4 separate regions of the Mus musculus genome follow, and regions 1, 2 and 4 are each linked to region 3. Evidence: chromatin contacts called from public promoter capture Hi-C data. All regions are on one chromosome and are shown on one strand. The core of a region is the stretch at or near the end of the contact, and the rest is flanking DNA. Distances in the headings are between cores, read along the strand shown. Region 1 holds the start of Lnpk (lunapark, ER junction formation factor). Region 2 holds the start of Hoxd8 (homeobox D8). Region 3 holds the start of Wipf1 (WAS/WASL interacting protein family, member 1). Region 4 holds the start of Evx2 (even-skipped homeobox 2).

What was found. Promoter capture Hi-C pulls out the DNA fragments that hold promoters and counts their contacts.
Region 1: a contact with region 3 is called in a promoter capture Hi-C map of hippocampal neurons, with 7 times the contacts expected there. The contact joins the promoter of Lnpk here to the promoter of Wipf1 in region 3. A contact is called at or near these places in 8 of 39 promoter capture datasets (the 3T3-L1 cell line, 3T3-L1-derived adipocytes, the C10 cell line and 4 more), 4 of 115 datasets of contacts at active chromatin or transcription factors (the 230-238 cell line, embryonic stem cells, large pre-B cells and 1 more) and 2 of 9 other capture datasets (embryonic stem cells and liver).
Region 2: a contact with region 3 is called in a promoter capture Hi-C map of liver, with 2.0 times the contacts expected there. The contact joins the promoter of Hoxd8 here to the promoter of Wipf1 in region 3. A contact is called at or near these places in 5 of 39 promoter capture datasets (3T3-L1-derived adipocytes, embryonic stem cells, liver and 1 more) and 1 of 9 other capture datasets (adipose tissue).
Region 4: a promoter capture Hi-C map of hippocampal neurons shows a contact between it and region 3, with 13 times the contacts expected there. The contact joins the promoter of Evx2 here to the promoter of Wipf1 in region 3. A contact is called at or near these places in 17 of 39 promoter capture datasets (the 3T3-L1 cell line, 3T3-L1-derived adipocytes, the C10 cell line and 10 more), 4 of 484 Hi-C or Micro-C datasets (cortical neurons, embryonic stem cells and myocytes), 10 of 115 datasets of contacts at active chromatin or transcription factors (craniofacial prominence, embryonic forebrain, embryonic stem cells and 3 more) and 3 of 9 other capture datasets (embryonic stem cells, embryonic tail and embryonic trunk).

Annotation. Positions count from the first base shown.
Region 1 is chr2:74,577,244-74,580,275 of GRCm38.p6, forward strand. It overlaps Lnpk (lunapark, ER junction formation factor), which reads right to left and starts at 1,705. Exons shown (of 13, transcript NM_027133.3): 1 at 1,576-1,705. 4930445N08Rik (RIKEN cDNA 4930445N08 gene) reads left to right here and starts at 1,801. Exons shown (of 2, transcript NR_166470.1): 1 at 1,801-1,881.
Region 2 is chr2:74,703,879-74,706,833 of GRCm38.p6, forward strand. It overlaps Hoxd8 (homeobox D8), which reads left to right and starts at 1,611. Exons shown (of 2, transcript NM_008276.3): 1 at 1,611-2,240; 2 at 2,636-2,955. The coding sequence starts at 1,670. The coding sequence ends at 2,934. The region is part of intron 1 of Gm38462 (predicted gene, 38462); the gene reads right to left.
Region 3 is chr2:73,528,115-73,530,986 of GRCm38.p6, forward strand. Wipf1 (WAS/WASL interacting protein family, member 1) reads right to left here and starts at 1,373. Exons shown (of 8, transcript NM_153138.4): 1 at 1,213-1,373.
Region 4 is chr2:74,657,754-74,660,870 of GRCm38.p6, forward strand. It overlaps Evx2 (even-skipped homeobox 2), which reads right to left and starts at 1,804. Exons shown (of 3, transcript NM_007967.3): 1 at 1,240-1,804; 2 at 14-294. The coding sequence starts at 1,666.

The DNA of each region.
Region 1 (3,032 bases), core at 455-2,954, 1.0 Mb after region 3:
CATATTTTAATTATTTCATAATTTAAAATCTGTAAGTATAAAATAAGTTTGTGTTTTTACTAAAAATATTTTTCTCATTTACCCTAGCATGGAAATAAATAAATGGAGTATTTTTCAAGCACTTCCCATTATAATAAACGTATAAGCCTTCATAGAAAACAACAAAAGAAATGGAGTTTTGTGGTTTTTAACCTTTGATTCCAAACTTAAATATAAACTAGTCACCTTTAACAGCATCTCCACATTATACTACACAATTTGGGTTTAAATGTGATTTGTTCGAAATCGCTTTCAAATGTCCAAATAGGCAACTCTGAAATATCTTACACCAGGTTTATTGCCCAAAAAAAAAAAAAAAAAAAATGGTAAGCACACTTCTAAAAGCACTTTTAATATGAGATGACCACCACAAAATAAATAAATATAAAAATTAAAAATAAAAAAGACTGACAGGGAGATTTCTATATGAACTCATACCTTTATTAGAGTCACCTATCCAAGCATTCTTCCAACATATAAACACCATAAACATTTATTAACATCATTACTATGGTGACCCCAATAGATGTCAAGGAACTTTTTAAAACTTCACTTTTAAATGAACCACTCTTGCTTAAGGTTCGTATTCGAAATCAACTTTGTTCTTCTAAGAAGGCACTATGGAGACCTTTGGGAACTAGGTATTAGCCCTGCCTGCCAGCTTGAACATATATATGCCTGTAACTAAATTTACTCACATCCATCACACCTCTAGACAATGTTGTCAACGCTAAGACTGAGGCCACAGAGACAGAAAACAATAGGCTCTAAGCACCACAAACCAGAAACCAAAAAGTAAGAACAGAACACTGAAAACTCAGTGAGTCGCAGGTGTTGCTTAAAACTGCACGCAGAAATAAATTCACCAATCCGAACTCTCCGTCCGCAAACACACCATCAAAGAATTAAACCTACTGATGCCCCTTGGAGTTGCTTTTCCCGGGTCGCTCCTGTCACCACGCACCTTCGTCCTACCCCACCCCTCAGACTGGTCGCTGTCCCTCCAATAAGTAAGGACAATGGTTGTGGAGCAGCTCCTCTAAGTCGCTCACAATCCACGCCCACACGCGGACGGAGCAGCATGACACTGACAGTTTTCAGACCTTCCCGTCGTGCCAGCTCAGGTGGACGCGGAGGTGATCGGGGCTCTCAGGGTGGATATTTCAGCTAGGGATGTGCTCTCTGGGACCTTCTGACACTTCTTAACACAGGGGGGGCCCAAGGGCTCGGGCTCTAAACAGCCACTGCGCGGAATCCCTGAGAACATACCCGGAAAGAACACCGGCCTCAGGGGAGGCAGAGCCGGGTCTCGTGCGCTCCGGAGCCGCTCGGGCCGCTGTTCAGGGCGATCCACGAGAGAAGGCGGCAACAGTGTACGGAGGGCAGCAGCCCCGCGGCGTGTTCCCCAGCCGCCACCAAGCTCTAGGCCACTTGGCAGGGGCGGAGGCACCCGGGCCGGCGCGCCGAGGAACCCGGAGACTGGTTCCCGCTGTCCGGAGCGCCTCCGTCTACGCGGCCCTCCCTTCACAGTCCTACCTGAGAAAAGCGGGCGCCGCTCGGCCTGGGCGTCCACTCGGGGAAGCCTGGGTCGCCACCGCGTAGAGCCTCTGGAGCAGGCAGCAGCACCTACAGATAGAGCGCTGGGCCCGGCCAATGCCTTCCCATCAAACCCCGCGCTCCTGCCGCCAGCCAATGGGCGCTGCAGCCGGCGCGCGCCGCTCCCCCATCACGTGATCCGGCCGGCCCAGCCGTTGGTGCCTCAGAGCGGCGGGTGTGGCAGGAGGATTTAGGCTGAGTATCCTCCGCGCTAGTGTAGGCTGTCGGTCCTCGGGGCACCACAGGGTAGGGCGGTTCCGACTGACTCTTACTAGTTCTGCCTCCTTTTCTCATGAACAACTCCCACGCCCCAGTCTCGCCAAGAAAAGAAACTGATCCTGATTGTCCCAGACCTTCTGAGCGAGAGAAGAGTGGGGAGGACAAAGGGGAGGGACGTTGAAGGTCGAGACCTGTGTGTCTGGAAAAGAGAGGGTACCTGAGATCCCAGATCAGCTGTCATCCAGAAGGCAGCAAAAAAGTTTACATTGCATAGCTCAGAAGCCATCCCAGCCAAGCAAGTGGAGAGAGACAGACAGACATCATACATAACACCTCCTGGCCATACCCCATGAGGGCTTTAGGCTTGTTTCTGTTGCTCTTGGACGTCAAAAAGGGTCCTTTCATGACTACGCGCTTATCTCACCAGCATGAGAAGAACTTGAAATGATAAGGATGGTCTTTTCAAGCTAAGGGGTAGCAACAAAGGCTGAGCTTTCCAAAATTACACTCTTAACAATCTCCAAAACCTCTGAATAACTGGGGCCCCTTAAACAGTAGTGCTGTATTTCCCTAAGAATTGAAAACGACCTAAAGAAGGCTGTATTCCAGTCAACTGCAAGTATCAATAACAAAACTTCAATGGGAGGGGTGGGGGCGCTCCATAGGCAAAATTAGGAGGGAAACTTCAACAAAAGCTTTTATGTTCTGTGTTCAATCACTTTTACGGGTTTTTCTTCTTTAGTTAAGGAAGAAAATGTTTCTGATTTTCAAAGTGCAATAGATATAATAATATGCTATGTTTACACTGACAACACCAGCAGAGAAGAAGGCATAGACATAGTATCTACTTTGTAAGATAATCCCCTAAATTCTAAGATCTTCAGTTACAGCTTTGTAAACTTAAAAGAATAGGAGAGAGCTAAACTTTAGTGTGCCATGTATCGCCTCACCAATGTGGAAGAAAGTAAACAGACATTTCACCAGTTTTTATTTGGAAAATTAGCCATTTTATTTCCCAGCCTTGGTAGTTTCTAAGAACATAAAACTCGTGCTGCCTCTTGTCTCAGATCTTTCCTAAAGGGAACAGGAAAGTTTTGTTTGTTTTTGTTGTTGTTGTTGTGTTTTGTTTTGTTTTTGACTCTTGCTAATACTTGTCCTAGGGTTTTTCATTGAGCTAT
Region 2 (2,955 bases), core at 361-2,860, 1.2 Mb after region 3:
CTTGACTTCCGAGCCTTCTCTTTATTTCTCTCGGGAAAATCAAGTTTATGCTAAGGCCTGCATCCAGTCTCTGGCAGTTCTTTCCCAGTGGTGTGTGAGCTAAGGTCGTTAAGCACAGGACAGGGAAGGTCTGCCTGCAGCTGCCTGGAACCAGCACGGTCCGAAAGCGGACTGAGGAATTCAATTTCTCCTGCCCCATCCCCCGGCCCCCGCCGCGCTCCACCCGGGACCACAGCCCGCCCGAGTCTGGGCGCCTGGGTTGGGACCCGGGAGCCCTGCGCCCTGCCCTAGGAAATGCCACCCACCCCGGCATGATTCCTTCTTCCCACTGGGAACGTTTCTGCCACTCTTCTCTTCACTCTCTCAGCGACACTCATGTCCCCTTCCCACATTCTCTCGCCTCCCCCTCCCTCCCTGTGGCCAACACTGACGTCTATCAAGGGTGAAATGATGGAAACTATATTCATGGGCATGATTTCCATTAAATATCAATTAACCTGGGAGCCTCAACCAGGCATGCAGTGCGTCAAGGGTAAATGTACATCTCATTTCCACAGGGCCTGCTTGGCTGGAAAAAGCAGGACTTTGATTCGCTTTGATAAGGTCAGGATTCGGAGGCTGGATTGTGGCTTTTTAATCAAAACCACTTAGCTAGGCCCAAACAAATGCAAGGACCAATCAATCCGTCAACCTCGCTCGTCCACAGTAAGAAATGCAAAAAGAAAAAGGAAAAAAAAAAAAGCCACAGCCAGTCTCTGCTGGGCAGATCCAGGAGCCTTGCTGGAGGAGAGACCGTCTGCTCCGAGGCCTCCTGGGAGTGACCACCCCGCCTGGCCCAAGGCTAAGGTTCGGCCGCGCCCCCTCTCTGCGGACCCGGGGGGCCCCCCGCGAGCCCTTGGCAGTGCGGCTTTATGGGCCCCCTTTAAGGCTGGCGGAGGCATCCCGGGGCCGGCGTGCGGCGTCCCGTCCGGCGCAGGGGCCGCTTCGCCGCCGGCGGGATCCCTCCGCGCGGTTATCTCGCCCCCCATCTCGCTCCCTCTCCTCGCAGTGGCGGGGCGCGAAAATGCCTCGCCGGCGCGCACCGGGGCGGCAGCCTCGGCGGCGGCGGCGACAGCGCTGGGAGGGGGCGGCGGGGGGGAGGGCTGAGGTGAGAGGTGGCACCGGGCAGAGGGTGTGTTCTCTTTTCGTCTCCCTGCAGAGCGGGGGCTCGGCAGCCCCAGCCTAAGCGTCTCCCCCGTGGGCCGCGCGCACTCTTTTTTTTTTTTTTTTTCCCCTGGTCCGGGTGCGCTAGGGCCGCCTGGAGCCGGAGAGGAAACTGGAGGCCGCGGGGCAGGTCGCCCGGGCGTCCGCGGTTCCACTGCGGCCCAGCAGGCGCGCGCCGGGAGAGGCCCGCGGGGCGGAGGCGGCGGCAGCAGCGCGCGGGGGCGGGCGAGGCCGCGTGGCCCGCGAGGGAGGCGGCGCGAGGCCGAGACGGAGGCGCGAGAGCCAGGCATGAGCGGCCGGCGGCCGGACGGTCGAGCCTGAGCGGGGCGGGGGAAGCGCTCGCCGGGCGACGAGGCCCGGCGGCCCCCGCGGGCTCGAGTGAGCCGCCCCAGAGGCCCCCGCGGCGGCGCGACCGAGCTGAGGCGCGCCCCTTACCGGCTCCGCGCCGCCGGCGGCCGCCGCCCCGATGAGCTCGTACTTCGTGAACCCGCTGTACTCCAAGTACAAGGCGGCGGCCGCGGCGGCGGCGGCGGCTGCGGCGGCCGCGGCGGGCGAGGCCATCAATCCCACTTACTACGACTGTCATTTTGCACCCGAGGTCAGCGGCCGCCACGCCGCCGCCCTGCAGCTCTATGGCAACAGCGCCGCCGGCTTCCCGCACGCGCACCCGCACCCGCACCCGCACCCGTCGCCGCCGCCCGGGTGCGGCGGAGGGGGCGGCCCGGGGCCCGGCCAGGACTACTTCCACGCCGGCGCGGGCAGCCCGACCGCTGCCTACCAGGCCGCCCCACCTCCTCCGCACCCTCCGCCTCCGCCGCCGCCTCCCCCCTGCGGCGGGATTGCCTGTCACGGGGAGCCCGCGAAGTTTTACGGATACGATAACTTACAGAGACAGCCGATTTTTACGACCCAGCAAGAGGCCGAGCTGGTACAATATCCTGACTGTAAATCGTCCAGTGGTAATATTGGCGAGGACCCAGACCACTTAAATCAGAGCTCGTCTCCTTCTCAAATGTTTCCCTGGATGAGACCACAAGGTTGGGATGCGCTATTTTTTTTTTTTTTTTTTTTTTTTTAAGGAGGGGAGAAAGGGAGAAATCTGCTTTCATCTCACGTTCTAGCTTTAAAACTCCCCTGTCCTTTCCCTCTCCCCTTCCTTTTCCTTCTGGTGTAGCCAATGTGGCTCTTGTACAAAAACTAATACAGACTTTTTAAAAGTGTGTAAAGACGGGGGCAGAATAATTGTGAAGAGCTTGTCTCTGCCTCTCTTGCCTCACACCCTATATCTGTATGAGAATTAAAGACCACTGTGTATTTCACCTCTTAAGCCCGTTCCAGAAAACTCCAACAGCATTCAGAGAATCAACCATTAAAAAACAAAAAAACGTTGATTTTCCTCCCCCCCCCCCTTTTTGTTGTTGTTTTTAATCAGCAGCTCCTGGTAGACGGAGAGGAAGACAAACCTACAGTCGCTTCCAAACCCTAGAGTTGGAAAAGGAATTCCTTTTTAACCCTTATCTGACCAGGAAGAGGAGAATCGAGGTCTCCCATACTCTGGCCCTCACGGAGAGACAGGTAAAAATCTGGTTCCAGAACAGGAGAATGAAATGGAAAAAGGAGAACAACAAAGACAAGTTTCCTGCGTCCCGGCCGGAGGCAAAGGATGGAGACCCCAAAAAGGAAGTCTCGGGGCTGGAAGAAGACGGAGCTGAAGGCTGCCCCACAAATTAAACTCTACCTTTACACTTCTAC
Region 3 (2,872 bases), core at 123-2,622:
CGGTGATGTCGCTGAGCGGATCCAGAACACTTGGAAAACCCAGTCTGCAGCTTCTCTTCAGCCGGCAACCGGCACTCACAGATATGTGTACGATCTGTACACATATGTGTACACCACCCCATGCCTCTGAGAGGATCAGCCTGGTGAACCGCAACTGGCAGGTAATCAGGGTAGAAGGCAGTGCCCTGAGCACTGTAAGAAGCAGAGAGCCCATAGTTTATGAAAGACTTTCTCTCTTTAAGAAGTCAAAAACATGATCTACAAACTTTTAAGTTATTTATCAATTATTGAAATAAGCATTTTTTGAGGAGGCAAAAAAAAATCTATCAAATGAAAATACAGTATTCAAATTATATGGAAGCTGTTAAAAGAAAACCTACCCAGGCTGCACACGTGTCCGCTGTCCCTGTGGGTCTACCTGCAGGCCCGCTCAGGAACCAGAGAGATGAAGGGCAAGGAAGATCCAAGACAGACTAGCGATTTTCAGAGAAAGAGACCAAATCTGCTCACTGTAGAAACCCTGAGGGGTTAGGAGCCTATAGCCCGGGGATATTCCTTGGAGATTAAGCAAGACCCAGTCAAACCAGGTTCCACACAGACACACCTTTTGTTAATCTGAGTTCAAAGTCTAGCCACAAACCGAGGATCTGGGTCATCCCTATTGGATTTCTCTTGCACTAGTTAAGTTTCACTGTTCTTTCTTTGAAAAGAAAAGCATGCTAAAGTAGCGGGAGATGAAGGCTGAAGGGAAGCGGTCCACGATTTAGGGAGAGGCCCCGGGCGCAAAGCCCTGACCCGAGCTGGCCGCCCTTTCAGGAGCAGACATAGGCACCTAGAGCGCGCCCATACCCGGGATCAGGCTGCCCGGGAGCACTGGAGCCAAGTTCTGGGAGCCCTAAACTCCAAAGTCACCCGCCCTCGGTGGAGATGGAGTTGCAGATGCGGTTCCCGGGCATCCCAGGGAGACCGCGGTTAGATCCATCGGGTCCACGGGCGGTCCTGGGTCGGTGCAGCCCCGCAGCGCTCAGCGGGGATCGCGGCATCTCGAGCCCCGGCAGCCGCCGCCCCTTCCTCCCGCGCGGGCTGGACCGCGGGCCTGAGCGGGGATCGCTCCCCTGGGCGCCGAGGACGCGGCCCCGACAACCCGCCCGTCTGCACCCCAACTCCGTGCACCCCGGACGCGCCCTGCATGGTGGGGCGCGGCTCCCTTACCGTGCAGCGGCTCCGGGCGGCTCCTCGGCCCCGCGGCGCGCGGGGCATTTTTTTCTGGGAAACTTCTCTCTGGGTCCGCAGGGCTGAGCCGGGGCGGGCAGGAAAAGCGCTCCGCGCCGGGAGGCTGCGACCATCCGGGAACTTCGCCGAGATGTGCGCCCTCCCCCTCGGCCCGCGTCCTCCCCCTACGGCCCCCGCCACACGCGGACGCCGAGGCAGCCGCTGGCCCTTCGCCCTTCGCCCTCGCCGCGCCCTGACTTCCGAGGCCGGCGGGACCGGAGCCTGGGCTGGGCTCTCCCCGGGGCGGAGGCCGAGGGGTCCGGACCTGCGTGCGCCCAGGAGCCGGACCTGGAAGGGATACCCAACCCAAGACGCTGTCCCTAGAAACTACCCGGGCCTCCGAGTGGGGTGCTCTCCCCCCAACACAGGGAAAGCCTTTTCCGGTCATCTCCACTCCGCTCCCGAATCAGAGGGCGCCCCCCGCTTTGAGAAACTTAAAAGTTTCCATTCACTGTAAAAACTGGCTTCTAAGATGGAGTGGCCCCACTGAAGCCCAAGGGCCACGCGCGTCCCCAATCCCCGCCCACTGGGAGCGCACAGCTCTTCCCAGGGTAAGGTGCCTATCGGTTGGGATTCTTGGAATCTTTTTTTTTTTTTTTTCCACCGACTTCTGCAAACATAGAAAGATCAAGAGCCGAGCGAGTATAAGGAGAAACCCGAGGCCCTTTCACATGGCTCTTGCCAGTTCTCAAAAACACCACTATCAGGCCTTAAAGGCAAGTTAACACTGGGATGACACATTAGAACATATACATTTGAAAGACAAAGACAGTTATGGTCAGTATAACTACTGGACCGGATAGTAAAGCTACCGAGACGACGTAGCTCTCTGGGTAAAGGCAGGGAAGCTTTGAAAGATGCACCTCAGAATGTGGCATCTAGAATGCCTCGGCTTCAGGCTTTCTGTGCTGAGTTGTCCCTATGTGTGCAGTCTCTGTGACATGCTTCTGGCGGATACGATAATCCTGGAAAGACAGCGACAGGGCCACCTCTCCTAAACTCTTATTAGCGTTTTTTTTTGTTTTTTTTTTTGTTTGTTTGTTTGTTTTTTTTTTTTTTTTGGTAGGAGTCTCTAAATGCACTCTTTCCTTTTTGTTTTGTTTTTGTTATTTTTAGGTCTCACCATGAATTCCAGGATGGTTACAAACTCCCACTGTTAACTGTATTCGTCTAAGGTCTATGCTATATTTGCCTTTTATGTATGTATTTATTTAATGTGTACAAGTGGTTTGCCTGCAAATATATCTATCTGTATCATGTGCTTGCCTGGTGCCACAGAGGCCATAAGAAGGTGTGGGATGCCCTGATAATGGAATTACAGACGGTTGGGAGCTACCACGTAGATGCTGGGAATCTAAGTGTCCTCTGTTAAGAGCAGCAAGTGCTCTTAACCGCTGAACCATTTTCTCCAGTTCTGGCGCATTGAGTTTGGATCTTTTCCTGGGTTAGCAGTGTGTGGTAAATATTCCTTCTTGTTGCTTGACAACACAGGGAATCCATGAGGAGGGTAAACAATCCATACTATGCTGCATTGTGCCGCCGGGTTGCTAAGCAGTGGGAGCAGCCAGGGACATTAAGTACACGTTCAGCTCGAGATGGT
Region 4 (3,117 bases), core at 554-3,053, 1.1 Mb after region 3:
CTGGAATAGATACCTTGATGGTGGTTTCGGGCAGGTTGAGTGCAGCGGCCAGCTCGCACCGGCGGGGCCGAGACACGTAGTTCTCCCTGTAGAACTCTTTCTCCAGGCGCGCGATCTGTTCGCGGGTGAATGCCGTACGGTATCGCCGCACCTGATCGGCGCCGGAACCGGAGCCAGAGCCGCCCAACGCCGCAGCCCCGCTATTGCCGCCGCCGCCGCCTCCATGCAGACTACCGAGGCCCGAGCCGGAAGCCGACGTCGTGGTGCCCGCGACGGAGCCGCTCTCCGTGTACCCTAGCAAACAAACAGTTCACAGCTCATGAGTAGTTGTAGGGACCGAGAACCCTGAGTTGGGGTTGCTAGCTGGTGGCAAAAGAGGCTTTGAGAAGGAAAGTCGCTGTCAAAATTGATGGGATCTGTCAGGCTTACAAATTGCTGCCGTTAATGAAATCAATGAAGTTTGGGGAGCCCTTCCTAACCAAATAATAGAAACAGAATTTGAAAAGGTTGTTCTTTTTCCAATAATTAGAAAATTACCACTCGGTAGGAAAATTTGCTGGGGAAGAATGCCTACCTTGGAACCAGTTTAAGAAGCTGTGGGTTTGACAGTCTAGGAACCATAGGGCAGCTCTTTATGCGGCTTCCAATCTTTCTTTGACAGCCTTTGGGGTTAAAATATCTTAGGATTTTCAAAGCATTTGCAGCTCAAGCTCAAGCCAGTAAAGGGAAGGAGGCGCCCACTTTTCAAACTCTTTTCTGTCCGCTGACTTAAGCGGTTGAGCAGAGGTGCGAGGCCAGACTCTCTGTCTCAGACTTATCCAGAGGAGTGTCCCCTCTACCCGGCCCTGGGGGCTCCAGAAGCAACTGAGTTCGGAGCTCCTGTCCAGGGCACCCTTCCCAAAAAGCAACTAAGCCACCCGGGCTAGCAGCGCTGTGTCGCCTCGCCCCAGCTCTTACGCCCCAGCTCTTAGATCGGCAAGCGAAACATTTGCTTCGATTCAGGCAGGAGCCTGGGCGCTTGGGCCTGGCTCCCTAGGCTCCACAGGCCCGGGCTGTGCTGGGATGCTCAAAGAACAGAGCCAGAGGGACCAGTTTTTAGTATGCATCCCTCCCCTGCCCCTGCCAGCTCTGTGAAGCACTTTAGTTAAGAGTCAGAGACCCGCTAAGGTGTGGAAAGGGCTGGCCAGGCCCTCGAGAGAGCCCAGAGGATGAGGCTGGAGTCTGCGGGTACCCGGTTACCTTTGGCATTGTTTTCCTTGAGCGGTGCAGCGCCCAGGCCGCTGGGGGAGCGCAGTGCGGAGCAGCCCACCTCCACGTCGCTGCTCATGTCGGCCTCGGCGGCCGCTTCGGAATAATGACTAGGCTTCTTGCGGCTCTCGGTAGCGGAGGCAATTTCGGAGGAGACGGTGCTTTCGCTGCTCGGGTGCTGCAGGTTGAACAAAGTGTCTATTTCGAATTTGCCTTTGGCGGGGAGGTCTCCCAGAGCTCCGTGCAGCGGGGCGGACGGCAGGCGCGGACTGAGGCGAGCCGGGTGCTGCGAATTTTCCAGGGCCTCGAGCACAGCACCGCCAGCTGAATCGGACAAACTGGAGAACCTCTTGCCAGCAGTAGGGCTGTGGAGCCCTCTTTCCATCAGAATCATCTCTTTTCTTATTCTTTCCATCATCTCAGCTTTCTAAAAAATGTCACAGTGGCCTGGCTGTCCCGTCTTAATGATGGGCTGCGCCCAGGGCTGATTCTCATTCAGCCCCAGCAAGCGGCTCTAAATATTATTATCTCTTTTGGAGGGAGGCGGAAAAAATTGTGGGATGCCAGAGCGAGGGAATGACTGGTCAAAATGACCCATACATCCTTCCGAGTCGGAGATGTCATTCATCAAAAAGTAGCGCCCGCTCGTCATTAAGGTACGAATGACGCCGTTCGAATAATCATTTATTGTAACAGGTTTATAAGCAAATAAATACACGCTCCTGTCAGTGGGTAATGAAGGCGACTTCAGAGCAGACAAATAGATCCAGGTAGGAGACGAGAAGACACGAGAAGTGAGGAAGAAGGCTCCGGTCCTTTGCCCGCTCCCAGCCAGTTCTGCTCGCCCGGGGGTTTGGCCTCGGGGGTGAAATTGACAGTCTGATTAATAGAGCACGCCGCGGCGCATTTCCCCCTTCATTTAGGGGCATCATTACGCTCTCAGTTTGCTGGGTTGCCCCTTAGGTCCTAATCATGCAGCGCCTTCCTCATTTCTCCACGAACACAGATACGTGTTAAATAATAGATAATGCTTTGATTTTTCCAGGGTAGATTCTTGAGAAGTTTTTGTTTTGTTTTGTTTTGTTTTGTTTTGCCTTAACATTTACAAGCTGGGGGCGTAAGGGGGGCGGGTAAAGGGGAGGATACAGGAAGAGTTGCGTAAGAAGACCTCGCGCCCACTCCTGTCAGGATTACTTATCTTTCTGTTTTAAGAACCAAATATTAATAATGAGTATTTTATTTAACAAATAGAATTCTGAGTTCTTTCTCTCTCCTTACTTTTTCCTCTCAGTCTTGATTCTCCCCTCCAACACACACACACACACAGAGAGAGAGAGAGAGAGAGAGAGAGAGAGAGAGAGAGAGAGAGAGAGAGAATATATCTTGTAGACTTTTGAAAATGCTTTCTTGCTACGTGGCTGAGGAGGTACACAGGACCCGTGCCGTGCCTCCAAGTGGAAATCATTACATCTTCTCTTATTTTCTACCACTGCTTGCAGGCTAACTTCTGAACTCGAAGACCTTAGATTTTTTGTTTTATAATCCTCTGATGGATAAGCTTCTCACCCTCGCATTCTCCCTTAGGGGAAATAAACTAGACTGGAGGATCTGATAGTAGAAATTGACAGCTAACTTTAAACACAATCATGATTTACCGTACCATAGCTCCCCATCACAGAACCCACTTTTTAAAATTGCCGGCTTTCTCCCACCCTTCTCAAATAGAGGAATTCGTGGTGAAGTAACTGGGTTTTGGGGGTCAAAGTGGAGGGAATGGAATCTCCTGCTGCCTCCCTTCCTTTCCCACTTTGTTCTTCTTCCACTTCTCCATCCTCCCCCTCCTCCACCCTAGGCCCTTACCTGTGGCCC